Linked DNA regions of Mus musculus: regions 1 and 3 are each linked to region 2. The links are chromatin contacts, called in public HiChIP or PLAC-seq and promoter capture Hi-C maps. All regions are on one chromosome and are shown on one strand. The core of a region is the stretch at or near the end of the contact, and the rest is flanking DNA. Distances in the headings are between cores, read along the strand shown.

Region 1 (4,438 bases), core at 1,383-3,882, 1.8 Mb after region 2:
AATTTTAGAAAAATTTGGCAATTGCCCTATAGCCAGTCAGTCAGCCAAATAAACAGATCCACTGAAAAGAGCTTGTATAACATTTCTTGCAGCAGACAGAGTGGTCTGCATGTCATCTGTGTGCATCTGGCTGAGCGAAGCCTGTCTTCCAGATCTGTGCACACGGCAGTGTATAAATCTCTGTAACATGCAGATTCTAGCCAGAGGGCCCCGAAGATGCAAGAGACATAATCTGTTGACAACTTTTAGCCAAAGGAAACTGGAATTAAATAAGAACAAAACAAACAATGCCAGATAGACTTTTGTAGGGTTGAAAAGCACTTTAATGAATTTCCTGTTCCAAGGAAGGACTAGAGAGACACAGAGAGTGTCCGAAAGACAGCCAGAGTGGTCCTAATACTGAGAAGAGCAATTTATGTGCTATAAAAGGAAAAAAATCCTGACTGTAATTCGTCCTAAATCTGATGACAGTTAAGATAATCCCAATGCCTAGCATTGACTCTATCACTTTGGTCTTAGTAAATTAAAAAATTAAGATGATAAATGTAAGGTATTTTGTCCTTTGTGAACAAGAATTTTTTTTAAGAAGAGTTACAATTGCAGATTCAATTATATGATGGCAATTTTGCAGAAGCCAGAGGGTTAAGCTAAACCAAGAAAACTGAGACAGCCTCTAGCCAGTGAGGAAGGCCACGGATTAGGGACTGGAAGTGGCTGCCTAAAGCTTTGGGATAATATCATTTAAATCCTCAACAGAAAGCAAATTAAACTGCAAGAAATCTTGATTGCCAGATTCATACGAACTAAAGAATACAAAGTAAATTCAAAAACTTCTAAGAATTCCTGTGTCGAGAATCGAAAAATGTCATCGGAGTAAATATTGAAATCTCTCAGAATAAGCAATTTCAGAGATGTTAGGGTGACAGATACAAAACTAATTGACAGAATTCCAGAAAAGAGGATCAGGGCATCTTAAGAGCCAGAGAGACTAGAGAGGCTGCACCAGTGAGCACTCTTAAAGGGGCCTCGCACATTTACCTCAAGAAGAGATAACTGCCTTTTCTGTTAGTTTGTACACAATTTTACATTCAAATGAAAACAATTATTCATGTGCATCTGGAATAAAGCAGGTCCACCCATTGTTTAATGTGGTTTCGCCCACAATTCTGAAAGAAAGATACAATGGCTACATATGTATCTCATTGCTGTTATTTTCCCACAGACAATGCCTGACATTACATCTCTGACACTCAACCTTCTCTCAAGACTCACCCAAGTGGACTACAGAGCATCTTAAGTGTGGCAAATAATGGTCATTATTTTAAAGGCACAGAATTAGAGTGACAGAAAACTGGAATTTTTTTAAATGGGTGTCTAGTATGTAGGATCTAATCAACACCATCTGACATCCGAAGGTAGGATATATTTGGTGAGCAAAATCCTTGACAGATTTTCTTTTAAGTGTGAAATAAAAGCCTGGTGTTCAAAAGAGCCACGAGGACTAATGGAAATCTGACTGACTGTTTTAGACTGGAACAAAAGAGATATATGAGGCTGTCACCTTTACCAGCACTTCAAGAGACCCAGAAAAAAACAAACAAAAAAAAAAAACCCGAACAAACAAACAAAAAAAAAAAACCCCAACAAAACAAAACAAAACAAAAACAAAAAAAAAAAAAAAAAAAACCCAACAAGAACAAACTGAACACTCTTAGGACAAGCTTCAGGACAAGCTAAACATATCACCCCAGGCTGTTGGAATTTCAGTCAATGTTAAAAAGTTCCCTCTGAGGATAGGTTGCATATGGCATTCCATCCTGTACAGAGGCTCAGAAAACTTCAGTTGACAGAGCTGAGCCAAGTATGCATTTGTCTCCAAACCAGGCTGTATAACTAGGAGACTCTTGTCAATAATTTAACATTTCCAGAAAAGATTTGGTGATAGGGATTTAAAAATACAAATATTTTGAAGTTATTCCTGACTGGAACAACTAGAATCCGTACAAAAGAAGACAGGTAACGAGGGATGTGTGGATTTTCTATTAGAGGCTGCCATATATAATACAGATCTTTGAAACTATGCCACAGATGCCATGACAATCTGAGGCAGTTATGAGGCTTAAGTGAGCCTTTATGAAAGTCTTATGTGAAAAGAAGTGCAGTTTTTGTGACATGCAAATTCTAACAAGAACTAATAGTGAGAGTCCAATTTATTATAACATTTAGTTTGTAAAAATTGCTCAATAGAACGAAATGTTGAAATATATATACTTGGACGCAAGTACATACTTTTATATCACACAGATATTGAATACTTCAAATGGTCTGACGCACTTTAGAACCAGCAATTCCTGTCATTTCATGAAAGACAGCATGGAGTGACAAGGAAGTAAAAAAAAAAAAAAAAAAAAAAAAAAAAAAAAAAAAAAAAAAAGAATGTATTCAACAGCCTGGTGCCTACCTTTTCCCTACCCGGCTCTTAGAAAAAGTGAAACACAAAGACTCTGCTTTTCTTAGCAGCATTATCTATAATCATCCTAAATATAGAAAGCAGAGTAATTCAAAGTCCAAGCAAGGGTTAAACAGAAGGCCCACGTGCTTTGCAAGAGTCTGGTAAATCCACTGAATCTCAGTCTACCAGGGAAGGCAAACCCAGTGGCTGGGAGTTCCTAAACCCAGGCTTCTGGGCCATTTTTGCCCTGAGCATCGGAGACGTTCAAGTAGTAAAAAATCATGGCAGAATTTGTTGAGACAATTAAAACTAAAATCACTCAGAGCTTTTCAGTTTGCGTTGTCTTACACAGACTTTGTCATGGATGCAATGTTTGCATTCTTTCCATTGTCTACTGTGGGGTTGTCTCCTGAACTTCAGGTCCCAAAGCCCCTGGGTGTTTCTTTTGAGTCTATTGACACCTACTGGTAGAAGCAGAGATTCTCCCTAGTAGTCTCATGCAAAAAATCACACTGAGTTGGTTGCATTTGGACCTAAGGGGAACCTCCCTTTTCTTACCACACTTTACCCTTGACTGATAGAATGCATACCACCACATTAGAGGACTCGGAAGATTTCTTATACATATCACAGAATTGGTTAATTTTGCCCCATTTCTCCTCATCATTATAATCTTTGCCACAAGAATAGCTATGTTCTGAAAAATGCTCTGTCCCCAGCGCAGCAATCATTGTCATATGAATGAGCTATCATTCAATCCTAAAGGCTGAGATATTTTATTCTTACTTCTGTGACATTTGTATTACAGGGACAAAGGCTAACGCAAGAAAGGAAAATGATACGAATTCCATTCAGCTTTTATCATTTTAAATTCTCATATTGAGCTTTCTTCATGCCAGGAACTAAAAAGTAGTTTTTGCCTTAGGAAAAAAAAATATACTAAATGACTAACGGAAGGCAGGAAACGAAACAGAAAAATAATGTGTATGAAACCAAAGCTCTGCTGTGAGTCCCTTTAATGTTTTACATCCACGTTATACATGCCTGGTAAATTGCCACTAAAGTCATCATAGAAAGGGACCCAGAGCCGTGTCCATCCACAGATCTCCAGCAGAAAGGATGCTGTGTTAATGTTTAGTCGTGATGCAGGCACGAGTGGAACACCACTTCAGAATGCACTAGAGTGTAGCTGATCTTGCATCAAGTGCAGGACAGCCTCAGCCACACCATTGTGACGGTTTGTGAACCAGGGTTTCCCAAAAGTCTTTAACATGAAAGGCAATATATTAAACCATTAAAAGGCTCAGAGGTCCCACTGCATAGTCTTTCTTCTCCACTTTTCTGAAAGGCATTTTTATGGTACTAGTAGTTTGGAAATTAGTATAGGAACAAGTATCAAAGCCTGAAACAGTAACTCAGAGAGAGAGAGAGAGAGAGAGAGAGAGAGAGAGAGAGAGAGAGAGAGAGAGAGAAGGAGGAGGAGGAGGAGGAGGAGGAGGAGGAGGAGGAGGAGGAGGAGGAAGAAGAAGAAGAAGAAGAAGAAGAAGAAGAAGAAGAAGAAGAAGAAGAAGAAGAAGAAGAAGAAGAAGTTGAAGTTGTTTTCATACATGGCACACTTACAATATAATTTAAATGTGTTATATATGTATTTTTATTTTAAAACTTCAATATAACTGCCTACATGGTTTTATTTCTTAGGAATTTGTTTCCATTGCTACTCATATAACCAATGTGTAGCTAATGTTTAGAATACATAGTATCTCTGAAGCATTCTATATCTTTCAAACAGTTACATATCTAATAGATTATATAGAAGAAAGAAATTGTTATTAAAATATAAAATTTAAATATGAGGCTGATACTTTAGAAAATAAATATTAGTATATAATATTAGAAATATTTTAATATAGAACTGGTTTTTAAAAAAGGATAGGAACACACAAAGTATACACTAATTTTTGAACTTAAGTTTTAGTATTTATTCTA
Region 2 (4,116 bases), core at 1,129-3,628:
ATGATCATTTTCCTTGTCCACCATGGCAGAAGTAGACCCTTTCTTCACCTGAACCTGAAACAGACTTATTACTCTCAGGTGTTTTCTTCATCACCTGCATTTGCCTGCCTGCAATAGCAGGAAATGGTTTTTCCATCAGCAAGCTTGTACACTGAGCTCTTTCCAGCAAAAGGCTTGATTTTTGCTGATTTCAACTTGAAAGTTTCCCCTGCTTTCATTTCCCCTTAGTCTCGTGAAAAGTCCACCCCTTTTCTCCAGGCAGACACCTCAGATAGTTTGTTATTATTATGGCTTTATCTAGGGTGTTTTTCTGTAAACATCCTCTCCCCCCCCCAGCCCCCCCCGCCCCCGCCCCCGCCCCCAGTGTGCAACATGTTTCTTAACCCTACTAAGGTGCAATGGGAGGGTTCCTGGTGAAGTTGCTGTGTGAAGGTAGGGCGACTATAAACAAAATAACTTTAAAATCTTAGAAACTCTTTCACTGTGAACAGATTTCTTCCCAAAGATGTTGGAAATAGGAGTCTCTTGAGACAGAATTTGCTTTTCTGTTGCCATTTAGTGGCTTTGGTTTCTAAAACACGGCTTCATGTAGCCACTCCAGATTTCTAAGATGGCATTGCCTTTTCCTCTTACCAAAGACCACATCTAGGTTTTATTCTCTGCTTTGAATTTTCATTGTAAAGTTAGCTAGTTGCTGAATGCAAGCAGCTTTTCAGATATGGGCCTAGGTCTGATCTTGCAGGGAGGAGTATAATTTTATCCACACAGATGTTTTGTTCTATTTGCATTTGTCCTAGGATGTAAGGCGTATACACTGATAGGACAAGGGTATTAGACCCAGGAAGACATATTTACTGTCTCTGAACTCTCAGTGATGTGCTACAAATCTTGCTGTTGCTATAAACCTTGTTTGGTACCTTTGGTTTTTAAGGACTAAAACAAGGTTTTGAAGCAGATCCTGGCAATCCAAAACTTCAAAGGCCTGTCAGCTCAGAAGTGGCTGGTGCCTCACCTGCTCAGGAAGCTGGGCAGCACTGGTGTTTCCTGTTTGCAGCTCATTTGATTGGTTACTCTTATTTTCATTATATGATTCCAGGTTTTAAAATATTACATAGATGGTGTCTACTTATGACCTCTTGTGTAGTAGTGTATCAAGATGCAATTCATATATATATATATACAGATATATTATATATATATATATATATATATATATATATATATATATATATATCCCACATTCAGTAGGGGGTATTTAAAAGTATGTCTATTCCGAGTGTTAGTTAATTATCTTTTAATGAAAGTGTCACTCATATTCACATCTGTAATATTGGAAAGAGATAATTAGATTTTCAAATGAGAATCAGGCACCTTAAATTTTGCACCAGAAAATACCAAATATATTTCACTCTAATGAGATCTGTATTGGGGTTTTAAAATTCATCATAATGTGCTTCCAGAAAGATAACTGAACAGTCTAGAAAGATGAAAGCTTTTCTTCCATAAGTCCTTTTAAACCATTACATTCAACTTATGCGATTCTGATAAAATATTCAAGAATATTACATAAAATCTAGGCTGTACCCTAGTATCACTCTTACAACCCGAACTTACTCTCATTTGGAAGTTTACTTTGACTAAACTAACCACTTCCACCTCCCTTGTAGGTTTTCTCTAGCGTAAATGCAAGTGCAAGATATAGTTTTAAATAGAATGCCTGAGGATCCAGAGAGAAATCTCTCCTTTGAAAGAGGTTGAACTGGGTGTTGTTTGCTCACACTGACTGGCACTCTTTATTTACATACATCTGCATATTTGCTCAGGCCTTAGTATTTAGCTGTTAAAGTACTTCTGAGTGCGTAGTAGAATAAACCAACCCAGAGAAAAGCTCTTAATTACCTTGACTTGTATTTCTCCTTAAAGCTCCCTGGTAAACATATCTTTGGTGTGAGAGTAATTATTTTGCCTGGGTTTTTTTTTTTTTTGTTTTTGTTTTTGTTTTTTTTTTTTTTAATCTAGAACTCTAAAAAGGCATTTCTTAGGAATGAGTTGTGCTTTTATATTCTTCTCTTTGCTGTCTCTGTGTGAGAGTGTGTTCGTGTGTGTCTAATGAAGTTTGAGAGTTGTGCGCAGGGGCGCATGGGGTGCGAGCCCCGGAGGTCCCCATCCTCCGTCTCCTTAGTCGCCTCGTCCAGGGCTCCAGCCGCAACGCTAGGAGCCCTGGAAGTCGCGAGGCTCCCAGGCTGCTTTGAGTCCTGGCTGCGCGTCATTTGCAGTCTGGGGAATGTTGATCACCTCACTAATTACACCTCTCCCCCCTCCCTCCCCCTCTCCCTCGCTCTCCTCTCTCATTCCCAGAGTGCATATCGGGAATAGACACACAAAGACATGCGCACTCAACTTAATCAGCCATTTTTTTTAAACAGGGCTAAAACGATAATAATTAGCAGAATAAAGACATATCGGATTTTCATTTCCTTTCCTCCTTTTCCCAACCCCTTCACAAGCAAACAGCGAGACCGCGGTCGGCACATGCTTTAACTCCTCCCGGAACCCCGAGGACCGCTCCGTGCTCCCCACTTTTTGCTCCAGCGTTTTTATTTTCACCCAATAAAGTTCGAGGATTATTTTTTTATTTTTTATTCTTTTTAATGAACCCTCTCGTTTTACTTGGATGTGATCAGCTGTACGTAAAATAAAAGCAAAACAAAAAAGAGGCGAAGATCGAGTAGGAACTGCAGGGAAATGGAAAGTAAGTTTTTTCTTTAACTTTTATTGAGTAGTTTGTGTTAAATTTAGGTCGAGTATCGATTATCTTTCCAGCCTGATCTTGCACAATCTTTGATATTTCGCTCACTCTCTCTCCCTCTCCCTCTCCGCCTCTCTACCCCTAGATCGCTTGCTACCGCTCGCCCTAGCACACGTACCCTCATCCCGACCACCTCTTCCGCTCTGCCCCCCTTTTCCATCTCTTTCCCCCGTTTTTTTTTTGGCTCAAAGATTTGCTCTGCTGAGGGAGGGAGAAGGCACAGGCGGAGGGGGGATTGGGGCTGGAGGTGGGGGGGAGGCATGCTTTTCAAGATTTAACTTTTGTATTAAGTGACTTTCGGCCGAGCAGTTTTCTGTCTTTTTCTCAGTCTTTTCGGGTTCTGCTTTCCTCGGGAGCCGGAGACACTCTGGTGATCCGGCGAAGCTGTCATTTCGGCAGCGGCTCGGACATTATCTGGGGTCCTCGCTCGCTCCGCGTCCCTGCACCCCATCGAGATGATGTTTCCTCTGCACACATTCTCCGAAAGTTTGGACAGTGGTCGGTGGGGCTCGCAGCCCCCCTCTCCTCTCCTCTCCCTTGATCCTCCCCTGTACTCTTCTCGGTTTCCTTTTCATCTTCCTTTTCCCTTCTCCACCCTTTCTCAAGTTCCCGAAGGGCACTCACTGCGCGGGGCTGTGGCAGGCCAGGGCTGGTGCGCGCGAGGCGCCGGGCCCGGGAGGATGGGCGAGCGCGGGGCTTGGCTGCAGGTAGACACCGGTCTGCGGAGCGCGGCCGGCAGCGGCAGGCCCTGGCGGCTCTTGGCTGCACGGGCGCTGCGGACCTGGTAGGTCCGTTAGGAGGCGGGATCTCCCGGCCTATGTCCGCAGACCTGGGAGTGGAGGCAGCTCGCCCCGGGGTTTGGGGATTGATCGCCACACTAAGAGGACACCCGCGGCTGGAGATCAAGAGCCTTTGCTTTCTTTTTTGGTAAAGGGCAAGGGTGTGTGTGTGTGTGTGTGTGTGTGTGTGTGTGTGTGTGTGTGTGTAAAGGAGATGTGGCTGACTGTGGGAATTGATGCATTTTACACACACACACACACACACACACACACACACACACACTCACTACAGGGTTCCATGTCTGCAAATGAACTTCACCTCCTCAGCTTCAGCTGGCACCAAGCATGCCTTCTGACCTGATATGATCAGTTAGGCTACCAGGGGCTGGAGTGAGCCTGGTCTCGCTTCTTTTCCTTTTCCTTTTCCTTTTCTTTTCTTTTCTTTTCTTTTCTTTTCTTTTCTTTTCTTTTCTTTTCTTTTCTTCTCTTCTCTTCTCTTCTCTTCTCTTCTCTTCTCCTCTCCTCTCC
Region 3 (4,086 bases), core at 1,329-3,828, 1.7 Mb before region 2:
GTGGTATGAAGGACAAAATAGGTTCAGGCTGAAGGAGATCTTTGATAAGAAAGTGGAGTTGACAAGGGTTTTAAAGCAACATTTTGAGTGTTCAGAGGTCTGCCAGGTCTGGACTCAATCAGAGAAGATGTACCTAACCCTCTTCGGACACCAAGGAGTGGGGTGTCCTGGTGGGGTTGGGGTGGGAGCATCCTCTCGTAGACAGGGCGGGAGGAGGTGTGGGAGGACCTTTAGGGGGATAAAGTCTGGACTCTAAAAAATGTTTAAAGAATAAATTTTAAAAGGAGGTGGCAGAGGAGACATAAATATGCTTGTATAGTTTTCCTCCTGTCATAGGTAGCAAAATAAAGCTTCATGTGTCTTCCAAGAACCTTTTCCTGAAGCAGTCTTTGGATGATATCTTCCTGCTCTCTGTAGGCCCATACCCCACCCTACCAGAGTGTCAGGGAACAGCTCTGCAGAACTGAAAGTTTTCATCTTCAGCAACTAAAACCCATGCCATGGAGAATCATAATAAAGAAGCTTCAGTAATAATTACTAAACCTACTTGATGGTCTCTGGTTCTCTCCTTTGGCTTTACCTGGTAAAATTTCCAAGCAAGGGCGACATCTTCACCTCTTTATACCTGGTAACAGCTTGCATTCATACATTTCTCTAAAACCACTCCCTTAATGTTCTTACCCAAAAAGTTGTCCCTGTTCAGTGGATTTTCCACTGAAAGTAGTCCAATAATTCTCACACACTTTCCCTCCTGAGTACTGGTCTTAGATGTGTCTATTTTCATTAGTAAAAAGCTGTTGATTCAGTTTTCTGGCCAAGGTTCTACAAATTGGCCTTTTGAACAGATCCCTAGTTTATTTCTTGGTAGATCAGAGAAAGATTCTACCACACAGCCAGCAGGCATTGATCATGCAAAACCAAACCTACTGATATTGTCGATTCACTGTTAAATAGTCCTTTCAAGTCCAACAATATGTCCTTGCTGGAAGCAATAGAGTGTCAAGTCTCAGCTTGTGTGAAGGGAAAGGGAAAAGCTTCTCTAAAAAGTTTCAAAGGATAAGCTAATTTATGCTAATTACAATTTACATTTTAGCATTGTATTAGACAATTTTCACTCACCATTGAGTATCTGAAAAAAATTTGTTTTTTGTTTTGTTTTGTTTTGTTTTGTTTTGTTTTAAGACAGTGTGCACAGAGAGGCTGTAAACAGCACACCTGTGGGAGATTTGCATAATCAGCCTCATTAAATCTAACTCTACTCCTGTCCCTAACACTGGCAGGTATTCTGAGATGACCTGGATGGAAGCCACTTTCCTCACATTGTTTGCAAGGTCTCATGGGCAGTGAGCACCCAAAGAATGTGTTTTGCTCTGGAAAGTACATTTAAGGAGAACTGTATGTGACATGTTTCCTTTGTTCTGATTTCTAAAACAGGTAGCATCTTGTTTTTAAAAGACCCTCTCAACAAGAGGAGAAAGCTGAGAAAGTTCAGAAATCCTATCTGAAAAGAAAAAAGGAAAAAGAAAATCAAACCTCTACACACCTAGTTCTTTGATCTCTTTGGCATTATTACAATACCAAAATAACAGCCAACCCCTACTCAGAAAAGAAGAAAACCCTGTGGATTAGGTAACTGTTTATCTCAAGAGCATAAATAGTTATTGTACCTTAAGCCTATCATTCCTGCAAACAGGATGTTAAACTGAGGAGATTAAAAAAGAAAATCACAAATCTGTCTGTTGCTGTCACAAACTCCTGGCCAAGATGACCGGCTATAGCACAGGTGTGTCTGATATCATTTCATAAGGAAGAAGGTTGTAGAATGAGCCAAAGGGTATGAGACAGAGAGAGAGAAGTTTTTTGGTTGATTCATATGTAAAAAGATACTTACTGACTAGAAACCACAGGCATATCTGCAAGAGGAATAAAAGCCTTCTTCCTTCCCTGCCCAGAACTCTTGCAGAACAAAGCACCCAGAAGGATCACAGGCCCAAAGTGCAATTTAAAGAAGTGGTCCTCTGGTCTCTAGAGGTGCATCTGCAGTCCTGCTCCCAGGAAGCCCATTTAATTCCTTTGAACAACACTTCTGCCCTTCATCTGGATCTCTTAGGCAATGACTTAGATTTCCATCATATGATCATAGGCTTCTCCTTGTCACTTGCTCTAAAACATTTCTTAGCCTGAATAAATGCAGCCAAGACCAGACTGGCTCCGAGGGGAGGGGAAAGGAAGGTCTCTGGTTTCAGATGCGCAGCTAAATTCAACCTGGCCTGGTTCACCTAGCCAGAGAGATGGGGAGCGACCCGCTCAAGCTGGAGGCTTCAAGCCAAGGGGGTCTTTAATCTGCTGGAGATCATAATGAGGTGTGTTGCAGTCACTGAGGGATGGCTGTGAACGGCCACTGAGGTCCAAACCCGAAGGCTCTGAAAGTAGCTGGCCAGTGAGCCCTAGGGCTGGAGAACCGGAAAAGATTGCGCCCGGGAGGAGGCTGCCTCGCCGCTTTCAGTTTTCATTGAAGCTCGCTAGTTACTGTTTAACATCCCCACCCACGATTCAGTTTGTTTAGTAAATCGACCTCACTGTGAGAGTCAGGCCCTGGACCATCGTCGCCATTGAGCAAAGCTAATATTCTTCCCGGCATATGGTCCCCCAAAATTTTTGCTAGAGATCCAGGAAAATAAACAAAACAACAAAATCCCAGTGCCACCTTGGAGCCCCACCCAATTTCCAGGCTGCCTGAAAACTTCTTGGCTCTCCGGAAGGTGCACTGCTGAACACCGCTGTCACTGTCAGGGCGCATGCATATGGGGATCTGCTACTGAGATGCAGAGCAAGCCTTGCAGCTGACTGCGACGCGGGAGCTCCATTGCCGCTGGCATGGGTGAGTCGTTCTGCCCGCGCCCAGTGCCCGCGAATGACCCACTCTACACCAGGCCGCTGTTCTGCACGGGGAGTCTCAGTTCCCCCAAGAAGGTGGCTGAGAGGCTGAGCACCCTGACCTCTTGGCCAGAAAAAAACAAAAAACAAAAAACAAAAAACAAAAAAACAAAACAAAAAAAACCAGAAGCTGCTGGAGCTTGAGAATGTTCAAACCCTTGAAAAAGAAAACTAGAACCTGCTCTGCATGTGTCTGGGTGGTTGGAAAGCTTTGGTGGCTGTTGCTGGTCACATGATTCCAAGATCTGTTTGTAGTGGTGAGGGGTTCCCTGAAAGTTTGAGGTAGGGAGGCGGAGTCCAAGCTAGTACGTGTGACTGGACATTAAATGACTACAGAGGAGTGATGTTTGGTGCTTGGTGCAGAAGCATATCCCCCCCCCCCCATGACCTTTACTCAAGTGTGCTCCCCTATACTCTTTCAGACATTTGTGGATTAGGCACTTTCTGGTAAAGCTGTTGGTGACGATTGTATATGCTAGTTAAAGGGTCAGTTTCTTTTGGAAGATTTGACCTATTGGATGTTGAGCTAAACCACGTTTGGATTAAGTTGAAGTCATTCGGTGTCTAATGGCAAGAACTAGGTATGTGATAAGATCTTAGAAGTGTCTAAGACGATCCCAACTTGAGGGAATGTGTGTTTAAGGGTATCTGCAAATGGAGCTAAAGTACTTCTTTACAATATGCAAAACAATCTCAGTTTTCATCTCAGGACAAGGGTTAGAGCTTAAAACATTGTGGGATATTCTGTAAATAGAAAACCTCAGTGGTGTCTGAATTTCCTGTTTGGGCTTTAGTTACTCTATCCTTGACAACTTATTTTATAGGTGACTTGTTTCTTTTCACAAGGATGTACTATTCCTCCACCTTGGCGATTCCATTTGTTTGTAATCATCTTCCTGCTCCACCCCTCAGTAGGCTCACTTGGTTCTCACACTTCTGACTCAGGCTACCTGATTTCCTGTGTCTGAAGCCCTTGACCAACTCAGTGTTGTATTCCCTTGGTTGCACTGGGAATTGCTTTATAAACTTTTCAAAGCATGGTGGAAATTGGTAGCAATTGGTTTTCTCCTTGCTGATCTTCTTCCTCTTCGTTTATGGGTCTACAAATATCGGGATGTTCTCAGCAAGCTTTAAGAGAATGGAAGTATC

Evidence for each region. Promoter capture Hi-C pulls out the DNA fragments that hold promoters and counts their contacts. HiChIP or PLAC-seq counts read pairs in DNA pulled down with a chosen protein or histone mark.
Region 1: a contact with region 2 is called in an H3K4me3 HiChIP or PLAC-seq map of neural tube, with 21 times the contacts expected there. The contact joins the enhancer-like site here to the promoter of Zfhx4 in region 2. A contact is called at or near these places in 10 of 39 promoter capture datasets (the 3T3-L1 cell line, cranial neural crest, embryonic stem cells and 5 more), 1 of 15 datasets of contacts at CTCF or cohesin (the NIH/3T3 cell line), 10 of 484 Hi-C or Micro-C datasets (adipose-derived mesenchymal stem cells, cochlea, cortical neurons and 3 more), 10 of 115 datasets of contacts at active chromatin or transcription factors (astrocytes, craniofacial prominence, differentiating embryonic stem cells and 7 more) and 1 of 9 other capture datasets (embryonic tail).
Region 3: a contact with region 2 is called in a promoter capture Hi-C map of stem cell-derived epiblast-like cells, with 4 times the contacts expected there. The contact joins the promoter of Hnf4g here to the promoter of Zfhx4 in region 2. A contact is called at or near these places in 9 of 39 promoter capture datasets (cranial neural crest, embryonic stem cells, frontonasal cranial neural crest and 5 more) and 5 of 115 datasets of contacts at active chromatin or transcription factors (astrocytes, differentiating embryonic stem cells, embryonic forebrain and 2 more).

The regions. Positions count from the first base shown.
Region 1 is chr3:7,008,034-7,012,471 of GRCm38.p6, forward strand. No RefSeq gene overlaps it. Among named protein-coding and RNA genes, the nearest start is that of Gm41991, 33 kb to the right of the region's middle. Within about 2 kb of position 2,633, at least 8 of the 459 cell types and tissues checked have an H3K27ac peak or open chromatin away from gene starts, as enhancers often do. A contact at or near this core is called in neural tube and stem cell-derived epiblast-like cells, where this site is marked.
Region 2 is chr3:5,216,176-5,220,291 of GRCm38.p6, forward strand. It overlaps Zfhx4 (zinc finger homeodomain 4), which reads left to right and starts at 2,379. Exons shown (of 11, transcript NM_030708.2): 1 at 2,379-2,752. The region is part of intron 1 of 2700069I18Rik (RIKEN cDNA 2700069I18 gene); the gene reads right to left.
Region 3 is chr3:3,505,452-3,509,537 of GRCm38.p6, forward strand. Hnf4g (hepatocyte nuclear factor 4, gamma) reads left to right here and starts at 2,579. Exons shown (of 10, transcript NM_013920.2): 1 at 2,579-2,881. The coding sequence starts at 2,878.